2 separate regions of the Anser cygnoides genome follow, and region 1 is linked to region 2. A link is a contact called in public Hi-C data. All regions are on one chromosome and are shown on one strand. Each heading gives the region's core, a stretch centred on a gene start, on an enhancer-like site or on the middle of the called end of the contact. The rest is flanking DNA. Distances are from core to core; before and after follow the strand shown.

Region 1 (6,193 bases), core at 1,836-4,335, 190 kb after region 2:
CTTTGCTATGAAGTTAACTTTTTTTTTTTTTTCCTATTTTTACTATTTTTAATGCTCTTTCTTTGCAAACTGATGGCCTCAGACTGCTCGGCTTTGCTTTGATTGGAATGGAAGGCAGACTTGCTACTTGAGGACACTCCGTAATGGTAACTTCAGAGCTGTTATTTTTGTTTTAGAAAAAGGAAGGGTGGAGGGAGCTTGCGGGGTGCACAGCTCTAAGTGCATCAGGTTACACCACGGCACGCATTGCGTTTCCAGGGCTGCGGGGAGCAACAACCCCTTAGATGTCCTCTGTCCTGCTGGTAATGCCTGAACGAAACAGCCAGATCCACCTGGGGCCACCATCCTGCAAACGCCTGCTCACACACAGCAGCAGCTGTGGTTTTAGTGCGTGCTCAGAATGGAAATCCCCAAATCTGCAAACTGCAGAAAAACGGCAAAATCCCCAAATCTGCAAAGCCACCTCTGCAAACCGGGGCGGTACATATGTACCAAGCAAACGTAGGCCTTTAGAACTGTACTCAGTGAGGTGGCTCCGATCCTTCTCACTCCTGTTTTGGGCTTCCATTCCTGACATTTAGGCACTGGCTGAATGTCGTATCCACAGAGTAAAGCGTTCATAGATCTTTTTGAACCTTGGTTGAAAAATTAACTACCAAGAGTCAGATGACGATCTTGGGACTTGTGAGGGCTCTCTCTCTGCCAGTGTCAAACTGGAGGAAGGGGAGGAGGTGGCTGTCTCTTTTTAACAACAGGTTAAACCTTTCATGCAGTGGCTAAAGTGTTTTGTTAGGTGTGGTGTAAAACCATGATTACAGAAAACAAAGTATGGGAAGATGTTTGAAGTGACAACAGTGACAGCAAACCCCACACCAGCTGGTGACATGGCACAAACATCGCACACCCATGGCACAGACGGAGCAGCCCGGGTGCCCGGGCTCGCCTGCAATGCCCTTGGTGATGGATGCCCAGGCACAAGGGATTTCACCAGGCACACAGCTGCTAGGGTAGGTTGCTGCATAATGCCGACGGGGTCTGGTTTTCTTTTCCATAATCTCCAAAGTTGCCTTGATTCAGAACGAATGAAAGCATTGAGTGTCTCCAAAAGCTCCAAATAACTCGTGTTTTCTCATCTATGCCCTCTGCTCTGCACATTACTCTTTTGTTTGTCTTCCCTCAGCGTGCATCTAGAGGAGAGATTACAAGTTGCACCATCAGCAGCCAAGCAAGGTCTGAGCCACAAGGAAAGATCTGAGTCATCTCCCCGAGAGAGTATTTTAGCCATACATCATTGTTTGTTTTCAGGCAAACCAGTACAATTATGCAACATAAATTCTTTTAAAGCATTCGGGACTTCAGTTCAATTTAAAATCCTGTAGGTTTTATGGCCAGGATGAGTGATTACAAAGCGTGTGCATACAAATGAAGACTTAGGAAGAAGCGTGTGGGGAGGATGAAAGGGCGCACGGAGCCTCATGCGCTCGCTGGGCAAGCTCCGGCCAGGCTGCAACAAAGGGTGGGAGATCTGAAGGGCCCACGTCAAAGGCAGGTTATGATATTTATGGCTCTGGAGCACGGTTTCACTCACCCAGTGCCATGAGCATTTTCTGTGATTGCAATCTCCTACAAACGCTTTTCTATGGGCTTCAGTAGAGCCAGGTGACTTTGTCTGGATTACCTCCTGAATTATGCTGCCTTGAATGGGGATGAGAATCTGATCTATTTAAAAACAAGACTCGGCTATAACAGAAATAGAGGGAGGCATTAAAATGTCTGCCATCTGAATATTTCATCGCTCCGGGAAAGTGCTAAGCAGGGGCTTGAGGCTCAGATGCCATCCTCGGGCAGAAGGACAGGCTGGCAGTGGGGACACTGAGCCCACCCGTCCCCTTGCTGTGTCACCAAGTTCCCGTGGGGAAATCAGAGCCGTGGCTGAGCTGCTTTTACCCCTGCCCCTGCCTCCTTTCTCTCCCGAGGCAGCACCGCATCCCTGCCATTTAAAGACGCGGTGCTTGCTGCCTGCAAGCTCAGCCTCCACTGCACAGCCCCAGGAGCTGCAGACCCAGGTGGGGAACCAGGACCTAGAGGCACAACGAGTAGAGAGCAAAGATCCCACAGCTTGGCTTAATGTGCTTTCTTGGAGACATACTGTCATGGTTTTTGGAGGCCTGGCAGTTAAATCAGTTTACAATGCCAGCTACCTATTTATTTATTCTTCCTTCTGTACAGAGGAGTGGAGTCTATGGTGTTTTGCTCCCTCTCTCTCATTTAGGTGAACATACGGATAGGTTTGTGTCTCAGTATTCCGCTTTTACTTACACTGATGTAAATTCCACTGCAGCAGGAGGGATTATTGACAGCGGATCTGAGACGATCCAAGGCCAGACTCTGACCTATTGATTTTGCCAAGATTGCACAGGACGTATGTAGTTCATTGCAGAATACAGTCTTTGTTTGTTTTGTTTATTGCTCAATATATAACAATGTGGAATAAAGAACGACGCCAAACTGCAGAAATGCCTGAGGATTTCTCTTTAATTGAAATCAGGACTGGGATCAGAACTCCTTGTAAATCAAGAGCAGTCAGCCTTTGAGAAAATTCACTGCTTTTCCAAAGTTTACTTTCAAATGGGATTTAGCTTTAACTCTTCACCTCTCAGAGCAGCTCAGCTAAATAATCTTTAATGATTTCTCTGGAGCCACTATGTGCTGCTCAATAGCTTGAAAATTCATGGGCACAACAGATGCTGGGCAAGACTCTTGTTTGTACTAAGTGTGACCTGTAGTTGAGAAAAAGCAAATCCGTGTAAATATTAGAGATATTCCCAGTATCGATCCCAATCGACATTCTTGAAAAGCTGGACTCTCTTCCAAATCAGGATTTTGGTTCTCCTCTGAATCAGGATTTTGGTTCAGTCCATTAAAAACCCAACGGTTGTCCTTGTAAAGTGATGACCTAGATCTGCATTTAACTTCAGTTTGATGCTGCTTTGGATTAACCTTTAACTCGGAGCCCTGTAGCCTCAGTGCCGTACGAACTCCTACCCACAAATTCCACCAGCGGGTTGGCTCCAGCCTTCCCGAGAGCGCCTCAGCCTCCAGGTAAATGGGTGCCAACCGCTGTGAGCAGAGCAACATCACAGCCCTGATGTCCTAATTAGAGTCCCGTTGTTTCCCACATCAGAGCTCCCTGCGTGTTATGAAACAGCCAACCAACAGCGTGGTGCTCAGCCGAAGATTTCACAATGCGACTTTCCTTCTCCAGCTGTATTTTTCCAAACTCACATTTTCAGAGGCTCTCATTTCAATGCGTTTATTGGATTGAGATGTCTCATAATTGTTTATAACAAAAGAGCTCATCCTTCCAGCCTATTGTAAATGGGCAGCGCACTGAACGCTAAGTTAGCAGCAGCAGGCTGCAAGAGGAGCGGGCTATTAAGATGAATGCCACAAATCTGAATTCTCCCGTCCCCACCCTTCAGCAACCCATCTGTGTGTGTGGCTGGGAAGGAAAAGAAAGGGATCCTCTTCTCCAGGATAATAGCAAACGCTACTAGAGAGGAAAGAGGAAAACCCTGTTTATTCCTAGCAGGAAGATAATTGATCTCCAGCCCGCACACAACCGGTCTCAGAGCAGCCGGTAGCAGCACAGCAGAGCCTGTAGCGAACCAGAGCCCAACCAGCCTGTCAAACAAAAGCTTTATAGGGACACCAGGGAGAACAAAAGTAGCACATTTCGTTCGTTCATCATAAATCTTCCCCTTTATTGTGCGGAGATGCTTGGCTGCCGAGCGCGCCGCGTTTCGGCGCGGGGGCCACCCCGCGGGCGGTGCGAGAGCCCCCAGGCCCCCCGCAGCCCCCCGGGGCTGCGCTCACCTCCTGCCAGCCCCAGCTGGTCCCCGCGTCCTCAGACACCAGCAGCCCTGGGCTCCGGCTCTATCACTCTCTCTTTTATGTCTGCTGAAGGTAATAAAATAACCATTTCTAAATTTAACTAGCATTGCATAATGCAGCTATTTATTATGTAAAGCTGCTGTTTACAATGCCCAGAATATTGATCACTATAAAAAATGCAATGCAGCTAGAGCTCGTATAAATTACTGTTACTGTTTTCCTTTCTTTTTGTTTAAAGGATCAATCAAAGGTCTAATTTGTTCTCATGAATTCACCTCTGCGTGGCGTGCAAAGCACCAGGCAGCGCGTTGTTTACTGTCATTCAGGCTTGCATGCAGCACTCAGCTCCGAGTCTGGCAGAGGATATGTAAAGATGACAATTTGTTCATTATCCGAACCATTGGAAAAGGCAAATAAAGCACACTAACCTGCTTTACTTCAAATCAGGTCAATTTTTTTTTTTCTCTCAGCTATAAAGCAGCAGTGGCAAGCACTTAAAAATTCCAGCTTTATGACTGTATGTCATCATTATCACGTACAGCAGATTATGAATAGGTATTTTCTTACAATAGCACATGAAGCCTGAGAAAATGAAAGACGTTTTCTATTCTTTAGGCCTTTTGGGGGTAGAAAGGAGGATGGAAAAAGAGAATTAAATATTAACAGAGCAAACAGATCACTAAGCAAAAAACAATTAAATAGCACAGCATCCATTCAACAATAACAGCAAATCATGATGCAACCGCTGAGCGTGGGGCAACATACTAATCATGGATTAAAGGGTCTGATTTGTGCCTCATGAGTATTCACAGGCAAAACCTGATACGTGGAAATTGAACTGAGGGAAATATGTTTTGTGGGGAACATGAGGTTATACCAGTGTCTGTGCAAAATGATGATGGTTTTTCTCGACTGTGCCTTTTTTTCCCTCTTATTTTCTTTTTCCAAGGAGTTGTTTTCCTCCTCTCTACAGAGTGAAACACAGAGTCTTTCCCACCTACCTGCACAGTCTTGTACTTGCCTGTACAAATGCAGGTGATCATAAAAAACGCTGCCATCATTCGATGTCACCCAGAAAATCAAAGGTTAGAATGAACGATGGAGCGCACCATCGCGGGCAATATCCCTCTAACTGCATCCAGTAGCCAATGTTTCCAAAGATGAATCACCCCTATAAACAGAGAATGAGGCGGTGTAAATCCAGCCCCGTAGCAGATGTGCTGTCAGCAATTGCACAGGGCTCAGCATGGGCAGGAGGCCATGGGAAGCAAATAGAAAAATTTCCTACCTAGGTGGCAGCTTCTCGTCTGTGCCATTAGAGTTGCCTGGTTTGGCTTCAGTGCAAGATTGCAGTTAGTCACACACCACTACACAACCTTTTTTTTTTTTCTTTTTTTTTTTTTTTTCTCCAGTTATCTTCAGCTCAGGGTTTAGGAAAATAAAAAATGTTAATGGGCCAAATTTTGGCTTCCTAGAGAAACCTCCCCCTTCCCAGAGAAGACCCCAAGAAACCAGCTAGTCTATTCTGATATTGAGAGAAAGTGAAATATATTCTTTCTCTCTAGTCACTCCACAAGGGCGAAGAAGGTCACACCACCCTTGTGGAAAGCCGCAAAGCTCAGCAGCTCTTCCAGGATCGGCCCTGTGCCCTGCTCCTGGGCCTCACATCATGGCCCTGGACGTCTTCTGCTGGCCCCCATACACTGCTGAAGCCATCAGGTAAGAGATACAAAGGCAGCAGAGCTGCCCAGACCGCCTTAACTCAGGGTCAAGGACCAACATGCCTTCTCTTCTTTGCCCTTCATTCCCCACTCTCGTGTTCCACACTCAGTGTCCACCAGCCTTTCCCCAGTCCCTTTCCAGCCCCATGAAGGAAAACCCTTTCTAGAGGTGTCCGAAGAGCGGTTATTTCCATGTAGGTACGGGGCCATGAGCTTTGTGCAAAAGACTCTCGGTAAACAATCCTTTTTATTTTTCACTAAACAACCACTCCAGAACAGAGAGGAGGCCACCAGTGAGTTCGGTGTCACTGAGGGGCCACTGCTGAGTATCCTAACATGTCTGCCGTGCATATATCAGAGCAGCCTGAGGTAGCTAACTGGTTTCTTTTCCCCATTTTACAGTTTGGAAAGCCCCTTATTTCTCCATCTACATCCTCGTCTCTGACATCAATCAACAACATTGGTTCAGGGCTGTTTGTTAATACGGAGATTGGTCTTCTCCATCAGCCTCTGAGCAGTTGGCTCCCATTTGGCACAGTGAAAAATCCAGCAGCTAAGGCAGCACGTTTCTATAATCT
Region 2 (5,787 bases), core at 3,167-5,666:
CCTCTGTAGAGAGAGGGGGAAACCCGCTGTTTTTAAAAATCGTGTTACTGGACAAAGAGCAGCATGGCAGAGTATAGCTGCAAACCCAGCACACTTTGAGGCTCTTACAAACTATAACAAAACACAAACCCAACGACCAGTGCATCACTCTTTCTACCTGAAAGGGTAGAACAAACAATACCCGTTGACCAATGTATTTGCCCCCTGTGGAGGTTTTTCTTCCACTCCTAATGAAACAGAGCGCCAGTGTGGCTCATTCTATGGTCACAGCTCAGCCGCTAGAAGAGCTGGGTTTGTCTTTTTGGCATGCCTGGTCCTCCCACCCTTCCTTTTGCTTTTCATATTGTCTTATGGATTGTTGACTCTTGGTTATTCTACTTCTCCCTCAGGCCTGGATAATGCACACAGTGCATCTGGTCTTCTGTTTCTCTTAACTGGGACTGAGAAACAAAGCAGCACATCTCAGCAATGCATATTGTTTTTTGACCTTGAGCAATTTGTTTGTGGGTTTGATTTTGCTGCTTTATCCGCCGGTGTTTCCAGTAACTTCAAGTCTCTTGAGTCCCTCTCATCTCCTGTCCAAGGTCTCTTCCTACTTTGTGTTCCCAGAACTGCTTGTCAGACAGGTAAAGGGAAGCATCAGTTTAGTACAAAGGGAATTATATGTTTAAACATCACCAGTCTGACACATATTGACTTTTATTTTAGGAGGTAACTTGTAAAACACAAATAAAATGTAAGGTTTTGGGGCTTTCTGTTAGGTCAGGCTACAGCCACTCAGTCACTGATACCTGATCACAGACCATGCAACCCACCTGCCTGCACTGACCCAGCTGCAGACTTTCTCTGGAGATGCAATTTCTGCTGGATCATTTCCATTACGGCCCTGTGTGTTTGCACATTTCGAAATCCAGAACGGTACAGTGACACATCTTCAGCCCTCTATACTGCTTTGTGTCTGAATCAGACCCTTTCCCTTTGCAGTATCTTGTACCTTATCTCATACTCTGTCACTGCTTAAGTTGTCTTTGAACCCACACGCCGAGGGTGACCCTGTTCTCCAAGCTCACCCACATATTCAGCTAGTTATCCTCTACCATGGCCACGCATCAGGCATCAGGCCTGAATGTGTACTGAGGCCTGGCCTGGCGATGGGACAACCCAGCATCCTGGGGTGGATGAGACACCCTGAGACTGCCGGGAGGTTCATGCAGAACGAGTGTGTCAAAGAAAACTGTAAGTGGGCTTAAAGAAGACCTGTGTGTACTGCTTCAGATGCATGGGCCTTTTAGGAGAAGAAGATGCAGTTAAGGCCTTTCAGCTGGAGGTGCGCCACAGCTGCAGGGCTGAAGGCCCATTGGCTTCCCCTACAAAGTCATTAAGGTTAACTCACAGCACTTGCAGCCCTACTGCAGCAGTTAGAGAGAGGTTTGCGTTGTCTCAGAGCTCAGTTTTCTCCCATAGCACAAGGGTAAGATCATCCTTAAATGCCCAGTCAGATCTACAAGAGACTGATGAATTATGGTCTTGAACAGGATTTCTGTGAGGGGCACGAGGGAAAATGGCTTGTTCTTGTGGAATCCCTGTTCTTTTGCTTACTTTTTCTGCCTCTGAGGATAGTTAAGCCACCAGAAATGCTGCAGAGGAGGGTACGTATCTGGGCATTTGCCTCCACCAGGAGTGATCGCAGTTGTGTGCTTGGTCAGTGCTGTGTTTGTCTGCCCTCACTGCAGAATGGTCTCAGCCCCAACTAACTGAGCCCCTTCCTGATTTCTGCTTGCTGTCTGCCATCTACTTCCATCCACGTATTTGGCGTATTAGCTGCTCTGGTTAAAGTAGTCCCTTTCTGCAGAAACCTGTTGTATCCTTTATTGTGCTAACTCTGCACCCTGTGTTCTAATGTCAAGTTGGCTCTGTCCCCTGCCATTTCACTTGCCATTTGTGCTCAGCTCCTGACTGCTCAAAAAAACCTTAATGCTGACCTGTATTTATTGATGATTGAGCTTTTCATGGCTTTGTGAAGAAGTGCTTGCTGCTTTTGATCACGGAGGGAATTAGCGGAGAAAACCAGCACAAGCTGCCTACCTTTTTGAAATCTTAAGCATGAAGCTTTCTTTTCATTTAACGTCTTATTGGAGGTTATTTTCAAAAATCATAGAAAAGCTCTTCATTGTGCAATGTACATCTTGAAAAGGCTTTTTAAGCATCAGTGTAATTCTTAGGAGTTGTGGTGTTGTGTTTTTTTTTTTTTCCTCCAGAAAAACTTTATCCAATGCTGTTTTTAAACTTACTGTAAGCTCTGATGAAGTAACACAGAAAATCACAGAGAATGAATTACCGTCTTCCAGACAGCAGAAGCCCACAGATCTTGCCTCTGACCATACCTGTTTTTTAGAGGTACGGGAGATCAAACCAGAGGGAAAGAGTGACCAGAAATAGCTGATGTACTTAGGAAGAAAGAACGAACCTTGTTGAAAATGATGAGCTGCCGTATGTTGTTAAAGGCAATCACAATGTGAAGCACAAAACTGTCATCACCCCCAAATGTCTCTGTTTGCAGGGCCCGGGGAACTTTGTACTTGAGGTGTTAAATGAAAATTTGAAGTACTTGGCTGGCAATGTAACTCAGCTTGCTAATTCTGTGGGTAGCTCTTGGAACTGATGAGGGTTGTCTGGATTGCTATTGCAGGCTGCCCAGGCTCTGAGTGGGAGCAGTGAGTGCATCTCTTAGTGGGTTCTCTGATCCTTAGTATCATGTTCTTATTAGTCTTATTTCTCAGCTACACGTAACAAACAGTCTGGCCAACATGGTGTAAAGCAGTTTTCTTATGTTCTTATTCCGAGAATGTATTTTAGTAACTTACCAATAAGAGGCCTTAGTGGCTTCCTGGGGGAATCTAGGCAACAATAATTAAGCATATCTTCATGCTGAGTCTCTTGGGGATATGCCTTTGAAACCCTGAAGTTTTCACAAAAATCATGCTCATGTTTAGGAAGTATTTTGACTAATATTTTGTTAATGTCAGTTAGCTCAGACAAAGGAAAACAGGAAACAGAAATCAAAGAAAACTCTGAGCATAAAATGTTGTATATTGCCCCATGACTGCTTGCAACAGAGGATGTGTAGCTCAGATTTTAAAATATTGCAACCTCCAGGTTACTTTGAAAAGTGAAAATGAGAGTAAATATCAGATTCTGTGTGAAGTATTGCTAATCCATTCAGCTATCTGAATCTTATATCTTCTAGTCTTCAGGATGTGAATTGAAAAGTAAGACACAAGGTGTTGTGTAGAGTTATTTTGAGACTCTTGGAACTGCTCACAGAGGCCGTGGTATGGCCAGATCCTTATTGCACCCTATTTGTTGCCCAGGTCCAGCTCAGCCTTTGGGGTTGTGCTCCCCCAGAGCCTTGTTCTTGGCACCCTTCCTGAGGGCAGGCAGCTCGTGGTAGTCCTCATCTGCCTTTCTGCTTCTCATAGGCAGTCAGCCGATTTGTCAGGTGTGCGGCACTTCTTACTCTAGAGGTCAGTATAATGTTAGGAATGGAACTGGTGCATACCCAGTTCCTTTTCCCTGATGAGATGTTCCAGAGTGAACTCTAAATTATACTGCTTCCAATATAAGATGGAAGAGAAATTTCATACTGGGGAAATGTACTTGTAAAAGCACAACAGCCAATATGGGAAGCTCAGAGGGCGTTAAAGAAAACAATCATTGAGCCTCTTTGTTGAATGGAAGTTATGAATGCACTAGTAGTAATTTTCTGAAGCCATAGACAATAACATAATGTGAGTGGGTGATGGAAGAAATTACATAGGGTGAAATTTAGAGAGCTGACAGCAGCCTATGCATCACTTAAGACCTATTTCTGAGGGCTTAATTGCGGCTTAAATAGCACACAGGCCTCGTGCTCATCTTCTGCATAGAAACAAATTCCATCTAGAATGAGCACCGTGAGCAGAACATGGAAAATGTAATCTGATCAGCTGTAAAACTCCGGCTTTGGGGAAAGGGTGCTCTGTACTGAGAACAGATGTGGGCAATGCAGATTTATGTTGTAGCACGCACACTATAAAGGTCTAATGCTGTGTTTTGCCATCGGATGCACTGATGTTAGTCCAAAGAGATACCATGAGAATATCAATCTTTAAACAAATGGGAAAACTGAGTAATGAGCACACCCCAGGACTCTGGGGTAATCTACTCCATTTGTGAGCTATGTGGCTGATAATACTAAAAGCAATTCCACTTGTAAGTGCTTCAGAGGCATTTATATTATTTTGGGCGGCTGTCTATGAATATTCAGACTTAGTGGTAGGAAGGCTTATAAAAATTTTCAGCTTGGTTGTATGGCTGTGTAAGAGGAATCAGGACTGGACAGTCATGTATTTGCTACAAAATGGTTGCATGCTAGTTCAGTAAGAGAGGAGCCAGAGCTCTGCACGAACTCCCTGAGAGAGATCAAGCTGGAAAGCCACTTTGCATAGTGCATATTGAACACTTTTCAGTCAGTTCCCAGAATGCTTAAAAAAAAAAAGGTATGGTGGGCAGAATTAAAGCTGAACCCACTGAACTCTTCCTTATCTTTACATGCTTGGATTTCTTGTAATATTTAACTTTTTCTTTGCATTTCCTGGACTTAGGATTCTTAGTTCTGAGACGATCAATATTCCCTTGTAATGTATTTTGACATATGTTCCCGATAAGCGTTTTCAACTCGAAGTCCTAACAAAGGTTATTTTTGTCAGGAAAGAAAAAGTAAATTGGAGTAGTCTCCTTATGGCCATTTTGAAAGGAGAAACAGAGACAAAATATTAGGACTATACTAACAGTGCTTCTCAAAACACAAAGCTCAATGAATTTAACTATTTTCTTCTTAATTGAGAGGCAACCTGCAAATCATTGCTGTGCTCTGGAAAGAGATGTGTTATTCAGATGCCTGTTAAATAGTCTGCATGAATTCTGTTCCGGTTCAGGGTTTGTGCACAAACCATTCACAAATTGTCTACTTCTATTATTCACAGTGTGTGATTAGGCATGTGGTATATTTTCTGCTCTCCGACTTAATGACTGAAACATTTTGACAGGGAATAGTAAATGGTGAATGACAACCAGTAAACAACATACAACTTGAGGCACTTGCAAACACTTTCAAAAATATTAACAATCAGAAGAACAATGATTCACATCTCCATCGCTCAGTTACAGATGTATTTAAGTCCAGATGTATTTGCCCAGCTCTGGGAAGCTTGCAAGTAAAATCATTTGCAATGAATGATGTATCTTTGACTCGATTCAAGCCTTACGTTGCTTGTAAGTAGTCTAATTCTGGAAGTTGCCCACAAAGGAGCAAATTCCGATTTCCATATCAGTATGATTAACTAAAGTAACACGTCTGTCCTCCAGCAGGACTGTTGGTGCAGAGATAGGTGCCATACTCTTGTTTGGGATATAAGCATGGTGCTAAAGTCAATTTAACGGTCTACGTTAATGGTAGAAATGCTACATCTCAGAGGTAAGACCAAGTTATGTTCATTTAAAGATATCCTGATATTTTTCTTCCAGTATAAAAATTATCCTAGCTTTAGTTGATAAACTTCAGTCTCTGTTTCCATGCAAAACCAATTGCATTTCTTCGCTTCTTCAGCTTGGCAATCGAAAAACAACCCTATTCCAATCCAGAAGGCTTTGAAATGGTGGATTGTGTGTTTCTCACACAGAATGTGTAAATTTTTTTTTATGCCACAGCCTGAGGTCCTTGAACTGTATAAATGATTAAGATTTCAT

The links. A called contact is a pair of places that touch in the nucleus more often than the background predicts.
Region 1: a contact with region 2 is called in a Hi-C map of fetal liver, with 2.4 times the contacts expected there. The contact joins two enhancer-like sites. A contact is called at or near these places in 5 of 7 Hi-C or Micro-C datasets (fetal liver, granulosa cells and liver).

What each region holds. Positions count from the first base shown.
Region 1 is chr9:19,970,471-19,976,663 of Taihu_goose_T2T_genome, forward strand. It overlaps LOC106032018 (a long non-coding RNA gene), which reads left to right. Exons shown (of 7, transcript XR_010833495.1): 7 at 83-4,392. Among named protein-coding and RNA genes, the nearest start is that of TBL1XR1, 38 kb to the right of the region's middle. Within about 2 kb of position 3,086, at least 1 of the 3 cell types and tissues checked has open chromatin away from gene starts, as enhancers often do. A contact at or near this core is called in fetal liver, where this site is marked.
Region 2 is chr9:19,782,120-19,787,906 of Taihu_goose_T2T_genome, forward strand. The region is part of intron 1 of LOC106032018 (a long non-coding RNA gene); the gene reads left to right. Among named protein-coding and RNA genes, the nearest start is that of KCNMB2, 19 kb to the left of the region's middle. Within about 2 kb of position 4,417, at least 1 of the 3 cell types and tissues checked has open chromatin away from gene starts, as enhancers often do. A contact at or near this core is called in fetal liver, where this site is marked.